Linked DNA regions of Sus scrofa: region 1 is linked to region 2. The links are chromatin contacts, called in public HiChIP or PLAC-seq maps. All regions are on one chromosome and are shown on one strand. Each heading gives the region's core, a stretch centred on a gene start, on an enhancer-like site or on the middle of the called end of the contact. The rest is flanking DNA. Distances are from core to core; before and after follow the strand shown. Region 1 has its middle 26 kb from the start of CTGF. Region 2 has its middle 110 kb from the start of CTGF.

Region 1 (6,726 bases), core at 2,730-5,229, 140 kb before region 2:
GAGTCTTGCCAGAGTCACTCCCTTGGCCAGTCCAAACAGGAGTGTGAGTGATGGGGAGAGATTTCGGATTCCGGGGGGGGGGGTGGTTATGATGAAGGCGAGGAGGGCGAGGCTGGCAGGACTTGAGTGCTGTCTATTTCAAGTGGTTGCCAGTTTGGCAGCCGTCCCTGGAGGGGAGAGGGCTGTTTGTGTTCTCATCTCTATCAAAGGTGCCATTAACACCCCGCAGGCCCGCTCTGTTAGCCTCCCTCATAGAGCCAGGTCTGGAGACATATCTCTGGGGAGGGAATTTTGGTTTGAAACTAGAAGAAAGCAAGCCCAAAATTTCATGGGGAAATCAGAGACTTGTCAAGGGGAAAAAGGCAGCAGTTTTGGAGTGGAAAATATCTGTGAGGAATAAAAATAGTTTTTAGGTGGCCTCGGAGGCAGTTTCGCTGCTAGCCCTTTCATTAGTTGACGTCCTGTGCCCCACAGGGACTGTCCCCTGTGGGCCGATGGCTACCTTTGATGCTTCTAACCTGTGAGTGTCACTACTCTGGCTGTAGATTCTGGGACTCCAGGAAGACAGGTAGCTTGGCCAAGAGTTAAAGAAGCTTTGTTTTGAAAAAGCTGATCTGTTAATCACTTATCAAGAACGTGCGGAGCATCTCAACTGACAAGGGATTCATCTCCAAAATATACAGACAGCTCAGATAATTCAATATCAAACAACCCAATCAAAAAAATGGGCAGAAGATCTAAATAGACATTTCTCCAAAGAAAACAGACAGAGGGCCAAAAGACACATGAAAAGACACCCAACATCGCTAATTATTATAGAAATGCATGGAAAAATTATAATAAAATACCACCTCATGCCAGTCAGAATGGCCATTATTAAAAAGTCTACAGATAATAAATGCTGGAAAGGGTGTGGAGAAAAAAGAACTCTCCTATGCTGTTGGTAGGAATGTAAACTGGTACAGCTACTATAGAGAACGGTGTGGAGGTTTCTTAAAAAACTAAAAATAGAGCTACCATATGATCCTGCAACCCCATTCCTGGGCATATATCTGGAGAAAACAACAATTTGAAAATATACATGCACCCCAATGTTCATTGCAGCACTATTTACAATAGCCAAGCCATGGAAGCAACTTAAATGTCCATTGACTGATGAATGGATAAAGATATATAGATATATAGATATATATGTCATTAAAAGGTGGAATATTACTCAGCCATTGAAAAGAATGAAATAATGCCACTTACATCAAATATGGATGATCATACTAAGTGAAATAAGCCATAAAAGGGCAAATATCATATGATATTGCTTATATGTGGAATCTAAAAAAACACACACAGGTGTTCCCTTCCTGGCTCAGTGGTTAATGAACCTGACTAGGATCCATGAGGACATGGGTTTGATCCCTGGCCTCACTCAGTGGATTAAGGATCCCAGCGTTGGTGTGAGCTATGGTGTAGGTCCCAGATGTGGCGCATATGCTGCGTTGCTGTGGCTCTGGTGTAAGTGGCAGCTGTAGCTCCGATTGGACCCCTAGCCTGGGAACCTCCATATGTCACGGGTGCGGCTCTAAAAAGCAAAAAAAAACAAAAACAAAAAAACAGATACAAACCAACTTATTTCCAAAACAGAAAGAGACTTAAATTCATGGAAAATAAACTTATAGTTATAAAGGGGGGGTGGGAGGAGGGAAAAATTAGGAGGTTGGGATTAGCATATACACACAACCATACGTGAAATAGATAACCACCAAGTGCTACTGTATAGCACAGGGAACTACATTCAATATTTTGTAATAACCTATAAGGGAAAAGAATCTGAAAAATATGTATATTTTCAGAGGCATTCATTTACACATGTATAACTGAGTCACTGTGCTGTACCCCTGAAACTAACATTCTTGTAAATCAACAAAAATTTCAATGAAAATTTTTTAAAAAGAAAAAAAGAATTTGTTGAGCATCAGTTACATGCCCAGAACAGAGATAGGTGCTGGGGAAGCAGGAGAAACATAAGTAAATTTGTTTCTTTCTTTCTTTCTTTCTCTCTTTCTCTTTTTCTTTCTTTTTTTTTTTTTTTTTTTTTTTTTTTGTTCAAGGGAATGGTTTTCATTCATTTGTCTAGGAAGACAACATAAAGAATGAAGTGATTGCTTACATTAAACATAATTCTAGGGAGTTCTCTTTGTGTCAGCAGGTTACCAACTTGACTAGTAGACTAGTATCCATGGGATGCAGGTTAGATTCCCCGGCCTCGCTCAGTGGGTTACAGATCTGGCATTGCCGTGAGCTGGGGCGTAGGCCGAAGATGTAGCTCAGATCTGGTGTTGCTGCGGCTGGGGCGTAGGTCGGCAGCTACAGCTCTGATTTGACCCCTAGCCTGGGAACTTCCATATGCTGCAGGTGTGGCCTTAAAAAAAAAAAAAAAAAAAAAAAAAAAAAAAAGATTTTACTTCTGACTTTTAACTCCCCTCACTCACAACTCTTCTTTAATTCTATTAGCACACTTTTAGGAAACCCAGGCTCTGTTCCAAGTACCTTGATAGGCCCTCAGCCTAAACACATTGGAATGAAACATCATCAGGAGCTCACTGCCCAGTGCTGGAGGCAGGTCTCTACACTTCTCTTCTGAGCCCCTGGTAAGTGATGGGGCAACGGGAACACGAAGGAGTGAGGGAGGTGGGCAAGGCATTGCGGAGGGCATTTCGAGGTTCCTTTTTTCTCTTTTATTCATATCCTTTTTTACCACAAACCACTTGATAGGTCCTGGTATCCCCCATCCAGAGAGAGAAAATAAAACGGAATTTTCCAATAGGAAGAGAACACCATATGTGACAGTTAGGCTCTTCCACTGAGCCTGGATGTGGCTTCAGAATCCTCTCAGCACAGAGCTTAGGGGACCCCCTGGCAGCCATCACCCTTTGCACAGAGTAGAGACCTATTTCTTGTCCCAAACCCCACTCGGAACTGAGGTTCTGCTCATTTTATGAATTCTTAGGGGTCTAAAATGCCATCTTTTGTGGCTTAACATTCTCTCATGAAAGACTGTTTTTCTTTTCCTTTTTTTTTTTTTTTTAACCTGTGGCCTAAAATTCTTTTTCTTTTAGTGTTTCCATTTTTTAAAGTTTTATTGAAGTATAGTTGATTTACAATCATGAAAGATTATTTTAATCAAGGTTTTGTAAGTTTGAATTGTGAACTCACGGAAATTCTCCACAGCCTGGCTTGAAAATACGCCTCTCCAAAAAGGTTTCCGGCATGCACTGAAGATAGCATCTTGGGACTCACCTTTATCTTAATCTCCTAGCTTGAGGGATCCCAGACTACGTAAGCAGTGCTGTTTCAAACCTCATACCGCTCTGGAAAGCCCCACAGCTCTTAATGCCAGAGGAGACTTTTGGTCTCCTTTTGGTCCTATCAGGGCACACAACACTTTTTATCCTGTGTTAGTGGTTTGAGTTTTTTCTAGTCCACCCCGTCAAGTGTTCTGGCCTTGGGTTCATCTCCACCTCTTGGCATCAGAACTTCATGGTCTGGAGGTTCCCATTGCAGCTCGGCGGGAACAAACCCAACTAGGATCCATGAGGATTCGGTTCGATCCCCAGCCCTGCTCAGTGGGTTAAGGATCCTGTGTTACCATGAGCTGTGATGTAGGTTGCAAACGCGGCTGGGATTCTGAGTTGCTGGGGCTGTGGCATAAGGTCGGCAGCTGTAGCTCCAGTTGGGCCCCTAGCCTGGGACTCTCCATACACCACAGGCACGGCCCTACTGAGCAGGGCCAGGGATGGAACCCGCATCCTCATGGACACTAGTCAGGTTCGTTTCTGCTGAGCCACAAGCGGAACTCCAAAGAATTCCTCCCTATTATTTAAGGCAAAGAGAGTGAGCCCCCTTCAAGCTCCAGGCAAAGAGAACCGCTCTGTCCCTCAGCACAGCTTATTGTCAGTTATTGCCACATGGTGTCGCTGTTGAGCGCCAGGTCCTGCCGGGTCCAGGGATGGTTGTTTACGGCTGGCTACAATTTCTTCCTTGCAAGGTACCCTCATTTGGACATCAAGGTTACCCCTCTTCAGTTCACTGCCAGATCTTCAGCAGCTGTTTTCTAAGGCTGTGATAGAGTAGCTGGTCCTGAGGTTTTGCCCCTCAGCCAACCGGTGTGCCAGTTGGCTCCTTCTCACTCAGATTGTTGCCTTCCTGTTTTGCAATCATGTTTAGACTGTATATTTCTCTCTAACCAGGCAGCACCGGGACCCGGAAAGGAGAATTCTACCAATTAATGGAAAAACCAGAGCTCCCCTGTTCTTTGTACCAATACCACGACTTTCACCACTCACTCTTGCCACATAGTAAGTGGCTTGAGGTAAAAAACAAATATATCCTACCTGCACACATCCTTGCTTATTTCAGTGTAGTTCCCCTCACGAATGGTCTATTCTTGATTGTCTGTTTTGTCATAAACACAAACACAACGCTAGTGAGTCTCAAAGCGTGGTCCTGAAACTAATAGTGTTAGCCTTGCCGGGGAACCTGTTAGTCATGAAGATTCTTAGATCCCACCCAGACACGCTGAATCTCTAGGATTGGGGACCAACAGTCTTTTCACTAAATTATGAGAAGCCCTGCCTTACAACCCAGTCTTTCATCTGTTAGATAATCTGATACAGTGCTTGCCCAGGTACACAAGACTTTGAAGTCCTAAAAAAATGTTTGTAATTTGAAAAGCAGTTTTATCTCCAAGTCACAAAAAGAAAATGCCAGACTAATTTTATTAAGTCAAAATTAATAAATAGGTCACAATGTACAACACAAAACAATATGTCAGATAGTCAACTAACCTCTAACCTGAATTCTATTTTTTTTTTTTTTTTGGCCACACCTGTGGCATATGGAAGTTTCTGGCCTAGGGATTGAATCTGAGTTGCAGCTTAGAGAGATGCCACAGCTGCAGCAGCACCAGATCCTTAACTCACTGCACTGGGCCAGGGCTGGAGCCCACTCTGCCAAAACAACGCCGGACCCTTAACTCGCTGCAACATGGTGGGAACTCCAGCCTCAATTCCTATAATTATCTATATGTATAATTAGGAATGTAGGTGCATTTTAATGTGATTAATATGATGTGTAATAAAGCCTTCAATACTTTGGTTACTTTGGTCTTGTTTTGTTATTTAATTCCTGAATGTAGAGATTCAGCTCCTCATCTGACATCCCCATTGATGGAGGTTAAAAATGCAGGAGGGGGGATGATTGTCAGTTTCATATGATGATTAGATAACCACAGATATTGAAGGGAAGAGCAAATGACTATGCTGCAGTGGATTCCAAGTTATTACAGGCAAGTGAAATGAGAAAAAAAAAACCAAACTAGACATAGTCTTTTGTGGCAGGGTATCGTGCTTGAGTTCTATTTTCCTTTTATCTCTGCTCTTTTACCTGTATATTTTCTAATGTAATGACATTAGATGTTTAAGTAACATAGGTGGGGAAAAAAAAGACTATTTCTGATTGCTTTCTATATATCAGCTACTATGTGCCTACAACATAAAAAGTGATTCAAAGAATTCATTGAATGCAATGCTAAATTTGATACTCACATTGCCATAGAAGGCACTTATTATTGCTTCTTTTCACAGTTGGGAAAACTGAAATTTCGAAAGCTTAAATTACATTCTAAAGTTGCACAACCATAAACGTGGATCCAGGATTTAACTGCCAATCTTTGAGACACTAGAAACTCAGAATTTTTCCACACTACCCTGCTACCTCTCTGAGAAGGAGCATTAATCGTGAATATTTTCTCTGGACAATTTTTTCTGTGCAAGGAATAGTGGCGTCATTTACTATTGCTTTGAGATCTGGAAATGCGAAGTAGCTGAGAATTTCTATTCCAGAATATGTAGGCATATGTACAAAATAATTATTCCTTATGTGTGAGAGGTCCAGATTTGCTATATTTGAGTTGAACTTCAAAAGTTGACATTTAAGGGGAAAGTTTCTTATAAGAAAATCTATTTTGAGACTTTATTACTCCCTGCTCTCTTGTAAGCCTTTAATGCAGCAAGTCCTATTAATCTGTTTTGCATTGGTTGCTTAGAAGCAGTCTGCAGCTACTTCATGATTTGTCAACTCTACAGAGTCATCTCCTAAAAATAGCGTTATTGCTTGATCATAAGCCTGAATGAGAGACTAATCCAATATTGACAGACAATAGTCTGTTATTGCTACTGCAACCAGGGCAAATGCAATATGAATGGCTTAGCTCAAACACTTTTTCATCCAAGTCTCTACTCTGCTCCCTAAAATCACTTCTCCCCTACCTCCTAGTTCTCTGCCATAAGTATTCTAGGGAAAAGTCCCAGTAAGGAATGGAGATTCAACTCATATTATTTGCTCAGCAATAAGCTCACCCAGCAAACAAGGATCTCATTTATTTTAGTCCTGATGAGGTTGTAGATGAATATCTATGCATATGACAAAATGTTCTTGACATATTGAGAGGTGGAAAAAAGATTATTAAAAGGTTTGCCTAGTACTTGACCATTAAAATTATATGTATTTAACAATCTAGAGGATATACATGAATATGTAATAGAGCAACACTCTTCCATTGAAATATGAGTCACATATGTAATTTAAAATGTTCTAGAAGTCACATTTAAAGGGTAAAAAGAGGAATTCCCTGGTGGGGCTGTGGGTTAAGGATCCAGCACAGTCACTGCT
Region 2 (7,406 bases), core at 516-3,015:
CCAGGCTAGGGGTAAAATCCGAGCTGCAGCTGCCAGCCCACATAGCTGCCACAGCAATGCTGGATCTTTAACCCATGAGTGAGGCCAGGGTTCAAATCCGCATCCTCATAGATACTAGTAGGGTTCGTTAACCCTGAGCCATGAGGGGACCTCCACTTTCCTAGTTTTAATTGCAAGAAAATTGTCGTTGATTAGACTTGGTTAACAGGTAAACATTACAATTTTTCAGGAGTTTGTCTGAGTATATATTAATTCAACACAGGCAGCACCAAACCAAAAGTGGTTAAGGGAGCCCCACCAAAAGGAGCAAGGGACAAGGTTTTTGTAGAGAAGAGGCTGAACCATAGCTAAGAAATGATTGGATTGGTGATTGCTTAAGCCATTGCCTTGTTTGGGAAAGCCTTGTTGGCTGTGATTGGTTGTACTTAAGTTTCATTTTCTTGGATTCCAGTGCCTCAACTTTGGCTTAGGTTCCAGCTCATTTGTGTAGGCTACTGAGACACCGCGGTCTGTGGTCTCCTTGTTTAAATATTCTAACAACATTATAGATACAAGTTATATTTTGGCATCAATGGAATTATGATTTCCCCTATAAATATGAACCAGACTAGAATTAAAACTCTGTAACATATTATGCAAAAGTGAACATCATATAACATCATTATTGTGTGTCCAAATATTTCTATATACCGTATGTTATGAACAAAGTTTATTCTAAGAATCCTCAAAAAATCCAGGATTATTAAAACTGTATTCAGAAAAGCATACAGCATCTAACTTCCTGGTTGCACATCAAGGGATTTAGATCAAGAAAAGAACTGCAGCTGTAAAAAGCTAGAAATCAATGTCATTTGAATTTGAGGTGTGGTGATCTTGGCAAAAGGTACATTATCTAGGTTTCAAAGACACAGAAACCCTTTTGGATTGTCTTTTGTCACAATCAAAAGACATACATTTTTATCATGCGCTTTCTTCTTATCTTGTAGCAGGAATGAGAAAAATTTCCAAGTTCAGAAATCAAAAACTCAAAATCCCCATTACAAACATGACAGTTTACTGATAGTTGAAGTGGAAAATTTTGGAATTGTATCTATCTTCACGTATTTGTTTCTTGCATGCGACATTGATGGTTTCTATTCTAAGGGAAAAAAAAAACTATTTATATAACAATATAGAATGTTTCTCACATTCACTGTGAGAAAAAGTACAAGTCCATTTACTGAAATTTTTTTCCTGAATTTTTTTTTATTGATTCAATCAATGGCCTCAACTTGGTGTCTTCTTCAGTGTGTTTCTTGTCACTTCATGCCGTTACTTTCTAGTTGTCCTTCTGAACAGGCGTTTACATGAACTATATTTATTCCTGGGGAATGCAGCATGACCACACAGATTTGGTCAAAATAATGAGCATTCCTTTAAAGGCCAACTAAGAGAGAAAGGTTTTGCTCAGCACATTTTTACCATTGATGTAACTTCCTTTCTCTCTCTCTCTTTCTTTCTTTTTCTTTTCTCATATGAAACATCACATCATTCCTTAGGATGAGAAACTCACAGACTGAAAACGTAAGACTTTCTATGTGTCTGGAGGAAATTTTGTCATTTAGAATAAAATAGCTCTTACCAAGCAGAGCAACCTTCCTGAGTATTTCATTCCTGGGACTGTTTGCATTCTTTCCCAGTGAGCTGGAGTGATAGGCACCAGGACCTATTTATAACAGGCCAGAAGAGCTATTAAACTATTTGGGCTGGGTTAAGAATAAAAGCTCCAAGTGATTGGTTGGAATTTTGACGTGCCTTTTCCCAGCAGGCATCCGTTGCCCTTTTGGGGGAGACGTGGCTGTATGTCACGTTTGTGAGAACCCAGCTCAGGAACAGCATGCGATTTGAAAATGGAAACAGTTGGATTGAAACCATAAATGGTGAAGTCAAAAAGATGCTCTTTCTTGAGCTGTTACTGAAATATGCCGGGGTTATTTCAGTGCTTGGAGAATAAATAGAACTTGAGGTACTCCAGAGGATAATGTAAAAGTCTGTGAGAGGACTCTGAGTTTTCCCAGGCAATATCTCTCAGCCAATTATATTGCAGCTTTCACTCTGACTTTAGAAAACATTATTCAAGGACAACCAGGTCTGAATCCTTAGTGGACACAGACTGCCCTGCTTGTTTAAAGACATGGGATAGTTTTCTACCTAACACTGGGTTCCTCAGGATGAAAGAAAAGCACAGAAGCAAAATGAAAAGAAACAAACAAAACAGCAACTAAACAAACAAGCACAAGAAGACACTGTAAATTATTTGATAACTAGTGGTAAACCACTCAGAATCATAGAATGTTTGTGTCTTCGAAGGACACTAAAAGCCCTTAGTCCAAGCTCTTCTTTAGCTGAAGAAAACAAGATGTAAAAATTAAAATATAACCTGATAACCTAGCCATTTATAATAGAACTGGAATCATTTCTCGTGGTTTCCTGTTTCCCAGTCCAAGAGTGCCCTTTATTGGGAAATGCAAATCAAAGGCAAAAATTACAAATGGGAAGTATGTCTGCAAGGTATTGGAGCAATGTAGTCCTTTGGAAACCCTAGACTTATTGACTCAGTGGCCTCTGGGCTATGGAGCAGCCAGAAATAGGCCATAGCATCTGGATATTACAAATATGAAGGTTCATCTGGCTTGGTTACTCCCAGGGAGAATAAAGCTGTTGGCTATTTTTAGGAAAAGTTAGCCATTCAGACTAAAGGGGTGCTGGTGCTGGTACTCTGAAAGATAGACAAAGGTACAGGTTTAGGTAGTTAGGGAAGATGACTGATCAGAGGAGACAGTCTTCTCGGTATATTTTTAGCTTTTGTTTATGAAGCATTGAGCTATTCTCTTTGATTTTATGTAAGCATTTAGTATTCTGAGAATTGGTCAGTTTAAGATAACCCATTCTTTTAAACCTGTCTTCCTAGCTAAACTTAATTTCTTAGCAAAATTGCATATGAGAAATGTAGTTCTTTATAAGAGGGTTTATTTAAATTGATATGTTGTGCTCTCTTGTAGACACAGACTGATGTCTGTGAGAATCTCAGCATCCCAGAAGCGCATCCATCTGCAGGATGTGCTTGTGACTGGTATCATCTCCTATTCATGTTGGGGTAACAACAGAGAGAAACTTTTCTTCTAACTCAACACTGCTAAGCCATCAGATTTACACTAGAAAGCAGTTGTTGAATTTAGATCAGGTCATGTTATGAATTTGAGACTTAACTCTGAAAGTCTTTCCTAAGCTTTCCTTTTCAATACCTTAATGGAGCAAGCATCTTAAGAATGAAGGAGAAAAGAAAATCTAGATCAACCTTTTTGGTATTCCGGGTTTTATCTTAGCAGATTCTTGAGTGGATCAAGTGAAGTAATATACCTATAAATTAAAACTATCATTATAAACTTTAAACATTAACTTGAGCAATTATTTTAATTGGTAACATTAAAATATATAAAGGGATAATATATCAGGAAATTATAATAGTGGCACTGACCTGAGTATGTGCATTGATGATTTTACATCATCTTCTCAACCTTATGGAAATAACTGTTATTATTATCTCTGTTTTCAAATGTGAAAATTAAGGCTTAAAAAAGTCATGCAACTAGTAAATAGCAGAGCTGCAGCCTTTTATGACTCCAGAATATATGCTCTGACTGCTAGATTCTACCACCTGAAATAAAAGTGATAACTTTTCTTTGTATCACAAAAACACTTAGTAGGTAACTCTGTAACTCTACTGGTCATATACTGATTTCACCTGGTTTTGATTGGTTTGGTTTGGTTAAGTCTGTTTTTTTGTTTGTTTGTTTGTTTTGTTTTGTTTTGTTTTAGGGCTGCACTTGCAGCATATGGAAGTTGCCAGGCTGGGAGTCAAATCAGAGCTGCAGCTACTGTGGTCTACACCATAGCCATGACAGCTCAGGATCCAACCAAGTCTGTGAACCACACAACAACTCACAGCAACGCCAGATCCTTAACCCACGGGGTGAGGCCAGAGATCAAACCCGCATCCTCATGGATACTAATCAGGTTCATAACCCACTGAGCCACAGCGGGAACTCTTTAAGTCTTTTTTTTTTTAATGAAAAATCTTAGAACATTTAAACTATCCTGTGTTTTTTATGAAGAGAGATCAGAATAAAGCAGGCTGTCAGCAACTGGCAAGAATCAGTGATTCATGTGAGAGACTATTATCTTTGGTGATAATAGATAGTGCTGGGCTAAGAGCCCAGGGATAGGAATCTGCCTTATCCTGGCTATGAGATTTATATAAACAATATTACTGAAATACATTGCTTACAGTTCCTTTCTAGCTCTAAATTTCTATGATTCTCTTCCAGAACCTTCCATTTGAAGATATGGCATTGTTTATTTAAAAGGCATATATAGTTTAAATCACAGGAAAAAACTGGTGGTGTCAATATATAATAAAACTCACACTTAAGAGTTCCACATTCCAGTGAAATGTTTTTTCTCAGAAAAGCAATAGCAGCAAGTTGATAGTAAAATGACTAAAGTAAAACTATAATGATGTGTCATAGAAGGCACTCTGATAGCTGCAGTGTAGAAAGAGACTTATTTACCTAATGGAGAAAGTATGGTGTGATTTTTTTTTTTTTTTTTTTTGGAGCAATGTTTTTGAGTATCTCTCTTCTATAGCCATCTGCTAATGGCAGCTTTAGTGCAGGACTGATGCTCTGGAAATTGGTCAGCATATACTTACCTCGAAAGCATTCTGCCTCGAGAGCTCGGTCATTTCAAATTTCAACCCAATTCTTCTGATTCTACATTCTACAACTTTTTTTGTTTTCATTTTCTTGTCATTCTCCTTCTCAGTTTATAAATAGAGAAACTGAGTAGAAGGGCCTATGCTACTTATCCTTGGTCACCTAGCCACCGGCAGAACTGAAACCAGAACCTAGATGCATATATTGCTACTAAATATGCAATGATTAAAAAAAACCATACCTTTTACTTTGAAATTTTTAAAATTTAGCACAGTGAGGACTTGTATAGACAGGGCCCTTGAAAGTTATCCTACCTTTCCAGGTTCAGTTGCTGCATGAGCCAATTGAAGGTCTTTTTGTTTGTGAACCCTGAGTTTGCCCAGCCCTCTTTTTGCCCTTTTTCTTAAGAGAATTTGAGGTTATACATAGATCATCATTGCTAGAAAATAAGGGCATCAGTGTGTTCAATTTATAAATGAAGACTATCATATTTTATTCTTTTCTGTGCATACAAAAACACAAAGTAAAGAAATGCACAGAAACACACATGCAAACTTTCTCCAGACATCTAGACATGTCTTACAGCCTTAGACCTCAACTGGCTAAGAATATTTAGAAACTCTCCTGCTAAAGTAAAAGCCAACTGAGTTAGGAAATTCCTGATTCTTTTAGCAAAATGAGAATCTTGTGACAGAGCCAAGAAGGTAGTTTTTCTAGTATTAACACCATATGCAGTTTTGCTGGCAGCGTCACATTGCATCTCAGGGGATCTCTCCCTTTCACCCAGCAGCAATATCTTAATGAGGGAAGCTTGTTCCTATAAAGGCAACTCAGAGTAGGTTTGCAAATAATGCTAATGTTATGTATATGTTGTGCTGGATATTATTCACCAAGAATTCTGCACACATGTCATTTTTAGGACGGGAAATTTCTATTTAGTCTATGGCTTTGTATGTGACTGTAAGCCAGTTTATTATTCAGAAGCTGACGATGGCTTATTTTTCTATCTTGATTATTTTCTTGGGATTTTGGGCCATCCTGTTTAGGCTCCTGCTGCTGGCAGGTGGGTCTCAGCAGCATCCAAATGATGCAGGCCTTCACAAATGGCTGCCCGGGGAGGTTTGAGACATCTCTGTAGACTTTTTTTTCTGAAGGATTCCTGCCACATTTCCCTCAAGCCTCTTTGAAAACATGAATTTTTTTTCACACATGAGACTAACTTTGCACATTGCATATGACTATTACTCAAGGAGGAATAATTTTGTGTATGAAAATAGTGAAACTGGAAAAAACACAAACATACCTTTATTACAGGAGCCAACTTCAGACAAACCTTTTAAGCCCTTAGTCCCTGTATAACGTAATAAAAGTTTCATAGTATGAAAGTGTGAAGAAGTTGCTATGGACTGAATTCATATCTCTATCCCCAAAATCTATATATTGAAACCCTAGCTTCTGGTGTGATGGTATTTGGAAATAGGGTTTGGAGGAGATAAACAGGTTTAGATGAGATCATATAGATGGGGCTCTTATGATGGAACTGGTGCCCTTATAAGGAGAAACACCAAAATATTCTCTCTTTCTCTCTCTCTCTCTCCCTCCCTCTCTCTCTCCCTCCCTCTCTCTCTCTTTCCCTCTTGCTTCCCTGCCATGTGAGGATAGAGGGAGAAGACAGCCATTCACAAGCCATAAAGACAGCTCTCACCAGAAACCACACCTTGCTGGATCTTGATCTTGGACTTTCCAGCCTCCAGAACTATGAGAAAATTTGTTTCTATTGTTTAGGCCACCTAGTCTACGGTATTTGTCATGGCAGCCCACACTGACTAAGACACTTGTCTTAAAGCAAGTATCAATATAAATATCATTGGTTTGTTTGATTTATAAGGTAGCCAAGTTTAGTTATCCATTTAAAAATCCTCTTGCAGTTAACTGTGCAAAACATCAAGAGGTTTTATTGTAAGCTAATTTATGATATTTTGTCCCCCCCCAAAAAAAAAATCCTCTCAGTTTTCTTTTAACATCCTAAGAGACTCCTTTCTAAGTGTAATAATTTGTAGATTTTCTTGGACTTTTTATGTGGACAGCAGTGCCACTTACAAATAAAGAAAATTTTGTTTTGACCTCTGTGATCGTAGCCATTTTATTTATTTTTCTTGTGTTATTGAATTGTCTAGCATCCCCAGTGTATTGTTGAATAAAAGAGATAATGGAAGGTGTCCTTGTATAATATTTACAGGGGAGTTTTAATAGAAAACCTATGTCTGGTTAAGGATGTTCCTCTTCTAGTCTTATTTGCTAAGTTTGTGTTTTTCTATGTGAATGAGTATTAAGTTTCATCATTTATTGGAAATACCCTTTTTAAATTATCCTTTAAGGGGTGAATTACATGGCATTGCATTCTGAGATAAATCATTTTTTTCAGGATTAGATTTTTCTGTGAGGGGCATATAGGAGCTTTAATAAGATGGACGTTTATTTCTTTTTTATGTGAGTCCAGTTAGGCAGTACAGGACTAGAAAAGAATGCCACAGTATCATGAACCCAGATTTCTTCTACCTTTTTCCTTTGCTTTGTGTGGGTGTGGTTTTCATTCCTTATGATCAAAGATATCCTCTTTTGGAGTTCCCGTCATGGCACAGTGGTTAATGA

What was found. HiChIP or PLAC-seq counts read pairs in DNA pulled down with a chosen protein or histone mark.
Region 1: an H3K27ac HiChIP or PLAC-seq map of skeletal muscle shows a contact between it and region 2. The contact joins two enhancer-like sites. A contact is called at or near these places in 4 of 47 Hi-C or Micro-C datasets (embryonic fibroblasts, fetal skeletal muscle, heart right ventricle and 1 more) and 1 of 2 datasets of contacts at active chromatin or transcription factors (skeletal muscle).

What each region holds. Positions count from the first base shown.
Region 1 is chr1:31,696,679-31,703,404 of Sscrofa11.1, reverse strand. No RefSeq gene overlaps it. Among named protein-coding and RNA genes, the nearest start is that of CTGF, 26 kb to the right of the region's middle. Within about 2 kb of position 3,979, at least 11 of the 83 cell types and tissues checked have an H3K27ac peak or open chromatin away from gene starts, as enhancers often do.
Region 2 is chr1:31,555,895-31,563,300 of Sscrofa11.1, reverse strand. No RefSeq gene overlaps it. Among named protein-coding and RNA genes, the nearest start is that of CTGF, 110 kb to the left of the region's middle. Within about 2 kb of position 1,765, at least 24 of the 83 cell types and tissues checked have an H3K27ac peak or open chromatin away from gene starts, as enhancers often do.